3 separate regions of the Gossypium hirsutum genome follow, and regions 2 and 3 are each linked to region 1. The links are chromatin contacts, called in public Hi-C maps. All regions are on one chromosome and are shown on one strand. The core of a region is the stretch at or near the end of the contact, and the rest is flanking DNA. Distances in the headings are between cores, read along the strand shown. Region 1 holds the start of LOC121232292 (U-box domain-containing protein 33). Region 2 holds the start of LOC107952916 (60S ribosomal protein L36-2). Region 3 holds the start of LOC121232290 (ascorbate transporter, chloroplastic).

What was found. A called contact is a pair of places that touch in the nucleus more often than the background predicts.
Region 2: a Hi-C map of leaf shows a contact between it and region 1, with 6 times the contacts expected there. The contact joins the promoter of LOC107952916 here to the promoter of LOC121232292 in region 1. A contact is called at or near these places in 18 of 34 Hi-C or Micro-C datasets (anther, callus, fibers and 3 more).
Region 3: a Hi-C map of leaf shows a contact between it and region 1, with 4 times the contacts expected there. The contact joins the promoter of LOC121232290 here to the promoter of LOC121232292 in region 1. A contact is called at or near these places in 4 of 34 Hi-C or Micro-C datasets (leaf, petal and seedling).

The regions. Positions count from the first base shown.
Region 1 is chrA07:33,190,082-33,193,622 of Gossypium_hirsutum_v2.1, reverse strand. LOC121232292 (U-box domain-containing protein 33) reads left to right here and starts at 2,148. Exons shown (of 10, transcript XM_041117997.1): 1 at 2,148-2,434; 2 at 2,521-3,541.
Region 2 is chrA07:33,325,148-33,328,825 of Gossypium_hirsutum_v2.1, reverse strand. It overlaps LOC107952916 (60S ribosomal protein L36-2), which reads right to left and starts at 1,876. Exons shown (of 5, transcript XM_041118001.1): 1 at 1,856-1,876; 2 at 1,071-1,114.
Region 3 is chrA07:32,995,281-32,999,100 of Gossypium_hirsutum_v2.1, reverse strand. LOC121232290 (ascorbate transporter, chloroplastic) reads left to right here and starts at 1,560. Exons shown (of 11, transcript XM_041117994.1): 1 at 1,560-1,908; 2 at 2,703-3,274; 3 at 3,363-3,470; 4 at 3,690-3,820. The coding sequence starts at 1,854.

The DNA.
Region 1 (3,541 bases), core at 899-3,398:
TAAAGCATGGTAACCATTACTTCCGGAAGCCTTCAAATGAGCCATATCAAAAAGAGCAACTTTGATTTCCTTGTCAGAGATTAGCTTATTTAGGAGAGTAGCATATCCCTCATTGAGACGTGAAAAGGCATAGGGGGAAGCCCTTTCATTGGCCCAGGGTTTTTACCATACAATTTCTCGAAGAACTTAACCGTTTCAAGCTTCAATTGATCCTCATCCAACACCCACTCACCTATATCATTCTTCAAGGAAATAATTCTATTATGTTTTCTTCTTCTCAAAGTGCGTATATGAACAAATTTGGTGTTATGATCCTCTAATACCAACCAGTCACAACGTGCCTTTTGACACCATAAGACTTTCTCATGATGTAACATATTTTTCAATTCCTCTCGTACCTTCATCCCAACATTAAGATAAGTAGAGTTCATTCTATTAAGCGCTATCTCAATATTTTTTAACTTTCGAGTCAGATGCTTCTTACGGGCATTTATGTGGCCATACACCTCTTTTTTCCATTGTTTAACCTAATCTGTAAACTCAGAATGAACTGTCGACATGTTAGCAGAACCTTTCCAATTACCTTTGACGAAATTTTAAAAAAGTTAGATGCTCGACCTAACCCACTAAAAACCTGAAAAGAAGTCCTTTGGAGGAGTGGTACTCAGGTATTAGTGACAAACATAAAGGTCTATGGTCGGATTTAAGCCGCGGCAAGTGTGTCACCATAAAATTCGAAAAAGAAAAATTTCATGCATCATTGCAGATAGCTCTATCCAAACGCTCAACAATTCCTCCTCTATGCCATGTGAATTGCGAGCCTTTAAAGTTCAAATCATGCAACTGAGTTAATTCCATAAAATCCCCAAATAGAGGACACCTTTTTACCTAAGGTTCACCTTCCTCTCTTTTTACTATAGAAAATAATAGTGTTCAAATCACCAATCGCCGTCCACGAATATTTATCCAATGGAACATTCTATATAAGACCTCCCAAAGATGTCTCCATTTACAGCTATCAGGGCTTTCATAAACAAAGGTGACTAAGAAAGGTTACCTAAAAATATTACCAGATATTTTGGCTATAACAAATTAGGGATGAATTTTGAAAACCTCAATACAAAACAGCTCCCTCCATCCAATTCAAATACTACCTAAAAACCCAATAGCCTCCACACGATGTGAGTATTGAAAACTAAGCTTCGCTATAGTCAAATCTGCTTTCCCACCACTGACCCTATTTTCTAATAGACCAATCAAATCAGGTCTATGTTCACGATTATATTCTCAATAAACACGGAGAAACTTCGAACTGGCACAATCCTGGAAATTCTAAGATATGATAGTAAAACTCATAAATAAAATAAAAAAAGGGAGAGAGAAAGCCAATCGCTAAGAAGTATCATATGCTTTCACACCACTATTTTGGACATCCACCTTAGTAGATGGGGTTTCCACTTGAGCACTAAAGAGCTTAGCCATAGAATTCATAACTTCTAGAAGTGGGACTCGTGGATTGCTAGTGGGTTTAAAACAACCCCATCGTCCACGAATTGTTTTGTTTAACACCCTTCCAGGATAACCATTCCCACCTTTATTCCCAACACTATGCCCTTTAGAAGAAATAGGAGGACTATTGTAGGCCACTACCCCTTCTTTCCCGATTTTTGAGTTGGAATTTGGGTCTCAATTTTCTTTGAATATTACGACAGAATGGCAATTAGGGTCTAGCAATTTAGAATTCAAATTCACCATGGTTTCAATAGGCCCTTCGAACGTAGGGTTGAAGTGTAAAGATGATGCTTTAGTAAAATTATCTGTTTCGGGTCCATGATTGATAGGTTGGTCAAAGTTCACTAATTCCCCCTAGGCATCATCAGCAGTATTAAGGGTTGTAGCATCCAAATGCTGTTTGGTCCCAGCTTGGATTAACCTGCGGTCTAAACCCGATTGTGACCCAGACTTCACCAGGTCCTGCTTAGTAGAACCCGCTCCAAGCCTAGTTCTACTTTTTACCAATGATGGCCTTTTAGATCCATTCTCACTACTTTGGCCCAGTAGCCTTGTACCTGAGCTTACCTTCCCCAACGACTCATATTTTGGCCCCATCTTTTTTCTTTTAGCTCTTTAGAAACTCCCATTGCTGGAACCTAGTTTCTATAATTCCAGGTTGTTCCCTTTCCAATCTCGTCGACTCATTTTCCAACGCAACAAATTTGGAGTCATTCAAGATTTTTGCGTTTTGATTATGGTAGTTTGCCTGATTACGCCTAGATTTACACTTAACGTTCATCTGTGGGACAAACACTTCCTCTGTCGTCATCGGAGCTAACTCATTACCACTAACTCAGAGACTCTCCCTAGACCACCATCAGTGCTCCGACCTGTCAAAGAAGAAGGGCAAAGGGTTTTTAGATGTCCATATTTACCACAGGTAAAACAAATCGCAAGTAGAGCTTCAAATTCTACTCTTTACATTCGACCATTGACTAAAACTTGCAAGGTTAACGATTTTTCCAGGTCAACAAACACCGCCATCCTGGTGAACTAACCCACTCCTCCATTATCTGTTTTAATATCCATTTTGGCCACTTTTTCGACCAAACTTTCGATCTCCTGTAAAACCTGTTTCTTATACAAGAATCCAGGCAATCCCGGAAAACAGATCTAGGCCAGATTCATGCTCAGGAAAGGGCTTCGACAGGTTAAAGTCCACCGTCCACGACTGAACTTTAAAGTAGTGTCCAAACACTATCCATGGTTCTTGGGTCAAAATCGTCTCATAATCATCTTTGTTTTGAAAACGGACCAAATAGTAGTCGTTTCCCACATCCATTAAACGAAAAGGTTGGGAGGGTTTCTAGAGACTGGAAATTTGATTGTAAAGAACTCCATTTCCTATATTGCGCCCCCAACAATTTCACCACATTTTTGGTCTCCATATCCTTAACCTAGATTTTCTTAATTTGTTCAAAGAAGTCGATGGTCAAAATACTGTTGATGGTAGATCTTAGGGTGTCTCCATCTTCAAACTTTAAGTTCATATCAGTAGCACCATCCGAGATCACGGAGGAAGCCAAAGATTCAGTGTTTTGCGCTCCCAACATTTTATCTTTCCAAGAAATTTCACTCGCTAGAGCCGTATCAACCACCATGTTTTCTGCTGAATCATCTCCAACATCTTTGAATTTGACTTTTTTGGTGTTACGGTCCATGTTAAAGCCATCAGCATCACCCATACAATCGTCAGACAAGTTTTTGAAATCGTTTATCGCCGGACAAGAGCTTTTAGTCTCCAATTTTTTAATTTAATTCTTTTGTGCAAAATATTAAGAAATTTTCATTTTAGTTTTGAGAGATCTAGAAATGTCTTCCACTCCAAATTTAGATATCTTTCCTATTATTGTTTATGTTTGTATCAATAAGGATGAAGTAGCATTTTTTTTAATTTCATAATTAAATTAGTGACCTAATTAAAAGTATAAAAAGTACCTAAATATAGTATAAATAGATAAATAAATCCATAACCCGATTAAGACTC
Region 2 (3,678 bases), core at 627-3,126, 140 kb before region 1:
ATTCCAAATTTACCAAACAATCAAGGAGAAGATTTATTTGTTTTTAAATGATGAAAAATGAAAGGGATGTTACAAAAATCAGCATATTCTGGTAAATCAGAATGCCAAAACCTAAAAAGAACACCCATAAGCATCAAGCAATACATCATAAATCAAAATTGTAGAAAATCACTCATGTCAAAGCTACCAGCACAAATAAAGACATCAGTTCCCTAGCTGTTTCATCAACAGTGATTAGTTAGAATATTTACAGGCTTAGTTATAAGAAAATAAGGATTAGGACCAAAAGAAAAGTACCCTGAGTAGTCCGGACCTAGCAATCTATAGGCTTTCAAGATATTTCAACATAGGCAAATGGTTGGGAATTTGGGATCCCATAGCACATTTCTCAATTTCAAGAGTTTTAACCCTCCAACAGGATCATTTTAAAACTGCATAAAACTTGAAAAGCTAAACAAAATATAAAACAAACCAAATTATCTACTCAGTTTGAGAAATGATAACATCATTTGGCACTCAATGTTAATCAGATATGACAGATTCCACTAAGTATATCAACTTGGATCCTAGGATAAATTAATGCAGACATTTCCAGTACAATGGCAGGAGGCTAAAAAGGATCAAACCAGATGGTTGAAATTCAGCACCATCTTAAAAGTATGTCTCAATCAAATTTCTCAGTTTCACAGACTAGTAACTGCGTAGTACTAGTAGGGACAAATACTTTCTCAAAAACAAACTCGAGTGAAGTTTCAACTTAGTTTCAGAGAAAAAAAAAAAGAAGACTTGGAATATGAGCTTCAGATTTTAATCTTGGAACCAGTGAAAATGTGTTAACCAAATCATTCAGGAAAACAATGCCTAAAATTTTCAAATCCCAGAACGTCTAATCACTTATTGTTCGTTTTATCGAAACCAAAAAAGGAACAGAGCCCCAACTTCATGCTATTTACATACGTTATAAATTTCAACATCAAACAAGATCAGGGAAAGAAGGAAATAACACATTTCCTACACAAACAAAATAAAACATAGGCAGCGGATGTAGCAGTTTCAGCGTATTTTCTCACCTACCGAACAGCCCTAACAGAAAATCACCTAAAAGAACTCGAAGCTGCAAAAAATAGAAAAACAGGCATTAGCTTCTGAAACTCGGTAAAGATCTTAAGTTTCAATTTAGGCTTAGAACAAAGAAGGGCGGCCAACCTTCCCGACCGTGCCAGGGGAAAATAGATAGGGTTCTGCATGATATGCTTATTTATAGGTGGTAAATCGGGTCGAGGCTTTTTTGGGTCCATTAACCCTATCGTTAAAAACTTAACTTAATTGGGTCCACGTTGAACCCAAAGTTAAAGAAGAAAGAGGTTTCCAATTATTAGGCTCATGACCTGAAGACCCAAAAGACCAATAAGCAGACCGGTCTAATTTTTTAGGCTCTCTGTTTCAAATTCTGCATTTTCTTTCTTATAATCCACGATTTTCATTAAAGTTACCAATAAAGTTACCATATAGAGAATATATGAAAACTTTGAGTTTTGGGTTAGTTTTTTTAATTTTAAAATATTTTTTTAAATTATGTTTAAAGTGACTCCTAATTTTTAAATTAAATTTTAAATAGGATTTTTTTTACCATTAATAATAATATTTAAAATAATAAAAAATTTTAAACATCATATATTCAATCATAATTAAAATTTAAAACTAAAATCTCTAACATATAATTGCATGCAACATTAAGGTATAACATCTTTTTTTTTTAAATAACTTATATAAATAATAAGTTGGTGCTTCGCATTGATAAAGAAAACTAATTAACATATAATATCATATACTCATTCTGCATCAAATATTGTACCTCTAAAGAACTCGAGTCTTCCTTTATGGAGTATAATGTGACTTAACATTGTCTGATGTAACTATGACTGCACAGATGAACACAGAGGCCGCTCGAGTGAGTCCATCGGTTTATCAATGCCGTTATGTTGTTCAAAACTGGATAGGATTCATAGGTGTCTGTTCACAGCTGGTTGGGTTGGGTTGAAGGTTTGGACTTTTGGGGTAGTTCATGATTCAATTCATTGGTTTTGCAGGAAGAAATTTGGATGCAATGCTAATTGTAAACACAAAAAGGTGTTTATGTAAAAGAACATTGAACATCACACAATCAGCAGTAGTGGAAAAGGGTTATTTGATAGCCCCACATGGTTTGACAGAGGATAGTGGATAGCCAGTTCCAGGACGCACAATTCTGGTGTGCAGAGGAAAGGAGTGTGCCCTCAAATTGGGAAGGAATCCCTTGCCTCATAAAAAATACATCACTCTCCTAATAATAATAAAACTCACAAGCCAGCAATGGCTATCAACTCTAGAGTTTTTCATCTTCTGAACTAAACTTTCTCAAATTACTTCAGTTTTCACAAATTAAAACATGAGAAAATAAAGTCTACCGTCTTTTCATACACAACTAGAGTTTCTCAGATTACTTTCAACTACCATTTTCACAAATTTTGAAATTATGGACTAAAACAAGCTAAAAGGAAGTGATTCTGACCCACTAATTCATTTCAAATATAAAAAGAAGCTTGAGATACCCGGAATTCCATTCAAACATCACTCAATGAACCACTCCTTACTATGAAACGCCTCAAGGGTTTTGTTGGAGAAGAAGTTGAGGAAGATGATCTGAAAGCTTCAACCTTATCCTTGCATTTGGTGTTGTCTCCTTTATTCTCTTCCAAACACTTCTCCATGGCCTCAGAATTGGCTTGCGACAATCTCTTCTTCTCTGTCACATTCACACCACCACTCGCCGCATTCACCTCTTTCTCTTTATCCATTGCCTCAATAAATTTCACAAACTCAACTAAAACCCACAAATAATTTCCATGAGAAATTAAACAAGGCAAAAGACGATAAAAGAAAAGAGATACTGGGTTTCATTGTTTCAATAGTTTGGTTAGGATAGAAAAAGCATGTTTTCGAGAGGAAACAAAAATCAAAAAGAGAGAAGATATAGTTAGCAAGATAAAAAAACATGGTTTCGTCTGATATTAACTAAAAAACTAATGAGAAATACATCTAAAGCAATAAGAACATAAGGGTAAAAATGAAAAAGTGGGAACTTTGAACTTACTCAGATAAAGCTAAATGATGGGAGTAGTGAAGTTTTGCAGATGAAGAGAGCGTTGGAGCAAAGCTTTGTTTTAAAGAGAGATGGAGCAAGAATTAGGACTTACAGAGAAAGGTGTTGGAATATTTTCTTGAAATAGTCGTTATATAAAACACACATAGATATTTCATATTTAGTCGGAGCAATACTCGTTATATTATCTTGGTTAAATTCTGCTGTTAGTCCTGTGCTTTGTAAAATTTATGAATTTGATTTTTATATTTTAATTTAGTATTTTTAGTCCTTGTACATTTAAAACTGAATTTAATTGTTACTTTTTAAATTAGCATTAAAGTTTTAAATTTTAAAAAATACAGAAACTAAAACTAATTAAATTAAAATATAAATATTAATTATTTTAATTCTAGTTAAATAAAAATTAAAAATAAAATTTTAATAAATAGAAAAAGGAGATTATAAATTAATTTAAAAATGTATTAAAAAATTATAAATGTAATTAAAAAGAAAGAAAAGGAAGACATGACTTTGTAATTGTGGTATGTATATAA
Region 3 (3,820 bases), core at 311-2,810, 190 kb after region 1:
ATATATATATATATATATTTGTTTCTGCTACAATATTTTATTTTGTGCAATAAAGAATTTGTTTTTTATCTTGCATCCTAGGAGATCACCATCATAAATTATTTTTTTACATCATTTATCTCCATTTTATAATTTATATTTTGAATTTGTGAATATCTCTCTTAACAATATCGTCTCTAAAATTCAAGCCTATGTTCTCTATTGAGAAGACAATGCAAAATGGGATAATATTAGTGTCAGTTGTACGTCCAAATGCAATTGGAAGATTATGCAAGTTGCCATATACGTTGGCATTCTTTTGATCAAAAAAAATAATGGGATTATTCTTATATTATTTTGAGAATTTTGAGAAGCTATTTATTAAATTAAATCATGTTAAATATCAATCAAGGACTCTTTTATAAACTTCATGAGTGATGGTGTTTCTTTAAATAAATAGATGTTCTTATAGAAGTTTATTTTTTTGAAGTTCTTTGAATATTTAATTTTTTATTAAATACTTATTCTATTACAATTCAAGATAGATCATGTTCACACTTATTTAAGAATCACAAGCTTAGAATTATTATTTAAAGAAGTCATGTTTGTTTCATTATATATGATTTTGAGTGACTACTTACCTATTCGCTATTAGGAGCATGATGCAATTATCTTGAAGATAAACCAAGTTTATGTTCCATTTGTGAGTAAGCTTTCAAGACAAAGATTTTAGTTGAGAGAGAGATCTTATATTGATGTATAGGAGAGGTATTGCAACTTAATCAGCAAACTTAAATCACATCTTATACTACATATTAATATTGGATTAGTCTTTAAGAAATAAGTATAAGAAAATATTGTAAACTGCCTAGTGGAAATCATATTTTTCAATTCATGCAAAATCCTCATTTTAAAATAGTGGAAAGGATATTGAGTTACCTTAAAGGTACTATGGACTATGGTGTTAAGTTTAAACCATCTTCAAGGTTGTCTATTGCGAGCTTCACCAATGTCTTTGTCTAAAGTATATAATTACAATAATGTCTAAAGAAACTACAGATGGATTGAATTTATTATTATTATTAATTCTAAACTTACAGCTTTTTACGTAAGTTGAAAACTAATGAAATAAAATCTGTACGAATAAAAAGAAATAAAATTTCACACTAAAAATTAAATATCAACGATCCAGCGCAAATAGATGGAGTGAAAGGTTTGGCTGATTTCCAGCTGTCATGTCAACTCAACTCTGCAAATTATTTTTGCCCATTAATTCCATTTTCCTTCTTCTTCTTCTTTTTTGGTATAACGTTTCCACTTGTAACGATGCGAATATTCCACGCATGATTTTAAAATAAAAACCAATAAATTAATTACTAAAAAGTTTCATCACTTTTCCGGCTTTCTTTTTTGTCGGAACGCAAAATATTTCAGCGATGGCAAGACCTTTCTAGTTAAGCACGGTTGAGATATCGTCATGCTAATTCCCTATAACAGTCATTTTAATCCCTTTTATTTACCATCCATGCCATGTCATTCCAATTATTAATTTCGAATCCCATAGGGGGGTATTTCAGGACCTTTAATCTCTCAAAGGATTATATGCCCACGTGTCGTTCCCTCGACCCTCCTTTGCTTCGGTATATAGAAACCACTGAGATTCTTCCCGCTTTGAAAATAAAATAAAAAACCTCCGCAACAAATTTCTATCGAAGGAAAGGAACAGAAGGATCTGTTTATCCGTTCCAGCGTCAGAGGACGTTGGTACTAAGAGCTAAAAGCGGTGTCGTGTCATAGATTTGAACTGAAATGGTATAATTACTAGTTAGTTCTCTAAAGTCGAGCTCTTTCACTATAATACTTGCATTTCACCAATGGCTATCGGCGGTCTGATTTCCAACCGGAGTTTCGGTTCTTTTATCGGTTCAGGTATTTTGTTTTACTTCCTTTAATGAATAGCAATCCTGTGTGGAGATGATTTCAAGGTTTCTTTTAGCTTAATATTTATCTGCTTTTTTTTTTCTTTGGGATTAATACTTGCATTTTCCTCCAATTTATTTGCTCCTGGTTACATTTTGTTTTTTTTGTCTTCAGTTTAGTCTCTTTGGATTCGAAGTATACTTTGAAGTGGATGAGAGTAAGTTAGATCCGTGGAATCATTGAAGTTTGAAAAAGTTTAGATGGAAATTTGATTGCATGCAATATTCTTATTTTATTTTGTATTGCGAAGCTGAAGTTTGGAGATGATAAATGATGTTGCTATTAGATTGAATTGATAACTTTGTTTTATTGCTGAATTTGGTGATTTAACTGATAAATGGTGTCAACCAATTGATGGATGAGAAAAGGATAATTTCAGGTTTTTAATACTTATTATCCTTCAGTAAAATCCTTTAGGATTGTTTTGCAAAACTGGAAGATTCCTGATTTGGGATTTTGATTGGTTAAAAGTTTTGATGGGTATGATGTCGGTGTGGACTGTGGGGTAAAAGTTCTTTACTGGTCATAAGCTTTGGGGAATTCGCCTTGTCTTTCCAGGTCCCCTAGGCCTGTATTTTATACAGCATCTTGGATTTTTATTGTTTTTTTCCTTCCATTTAGAGATTTCTTCTTTAGGTTCATTGCATATTTTGGCAATTCCCATGATAAATTAGCACACAAATGAAGGTTCCCTTGCATCACGAATATCTCTATAATTTGTAGTTTAACTATGACAATGGCAGGTAAAGTATGTCAAGGGGAACAAGCCATTTTGCTTCACAAGGGAGAGAGATCAGGCATTGCTGTTCTGCATGGTAACATGTTTTACCGAAAGTTATGGAGTCAAACAGAAAATGGTTTTTTATCTGGATACACATGCGGCCGATATCTAAGGAGTACTGTTCATTTAGATGAAAACACTTTGAAACCTCTATCAGTTTCACCTAATGGCAGACAACTTATTTCTTCAGTGTCATTGTGCCACTGTAAGAAGACTCACAAAGTTTCCCCACGACAAAGAAGTAGAGGAAGTTTTGGATACTATTCTTTTTCAAGTCCAGTGCCTGGAGGTTGCCTTGAGCCAAGTGACAAGGATGGGATAGGAAAAAACAGTACTTCTGCTTACTATAAATCTGAGGAGTATGACATAACCGAAGCAAAGGTGGACTCTTTTCCATCTCCAGATGGAACAAACGAAGCTATTCTAGTTGGAGGAGACATGCAGGAAGCAGTCCCGTTGTGGCAGGATTTTCCAAAGCGCTGGGTTATTGTGCTGCTATGTTTTGCAGCCTTCCTATTATGCAATATGGATCGTGTGAGTAGTTTTCTTCATGAACAACAGCACTGTAATACCTCTTTACTTGCATGCTGAGTGAGCTGCTTGCTATATATGCCTTTTGCAGGTTAACATGAGCATTGCTATACTCCCCATGTCGAAAGAGTTCAACTGGAACAGTGCAACAGTTGGTTTGATTCAGTCCTCTTTCTTTTGGGGCTACTTGCTCACTCAGGTCTGGTTCAAATATATTAAAAATGCAGAATTATTTAATTTCCATCGAGTATGTCCATGCATCAGCATATAATGTGTCAACTTTCTAGCAGTGATGTTGCAGACATGAATCTTCCAAGTTTGATGCACACTTTAGCATCTAAGTGGTTTTCAATTCAGTGTTTGCTGATACTAGAAATTTGGTAATCTTTTTAATCTGATATTTACTTTTAACATTCAGATTCTTGGAGGCATATGGGCAGATAAAATTGGTGGGAAGTTAGTCCTGGGGTTTGGAGTTGTCTGGTGGTCAGTAGCTACTGTTTTGACACCTATTGCTGCAAGATTTGGACTTCCATTTTTGCTAATTAT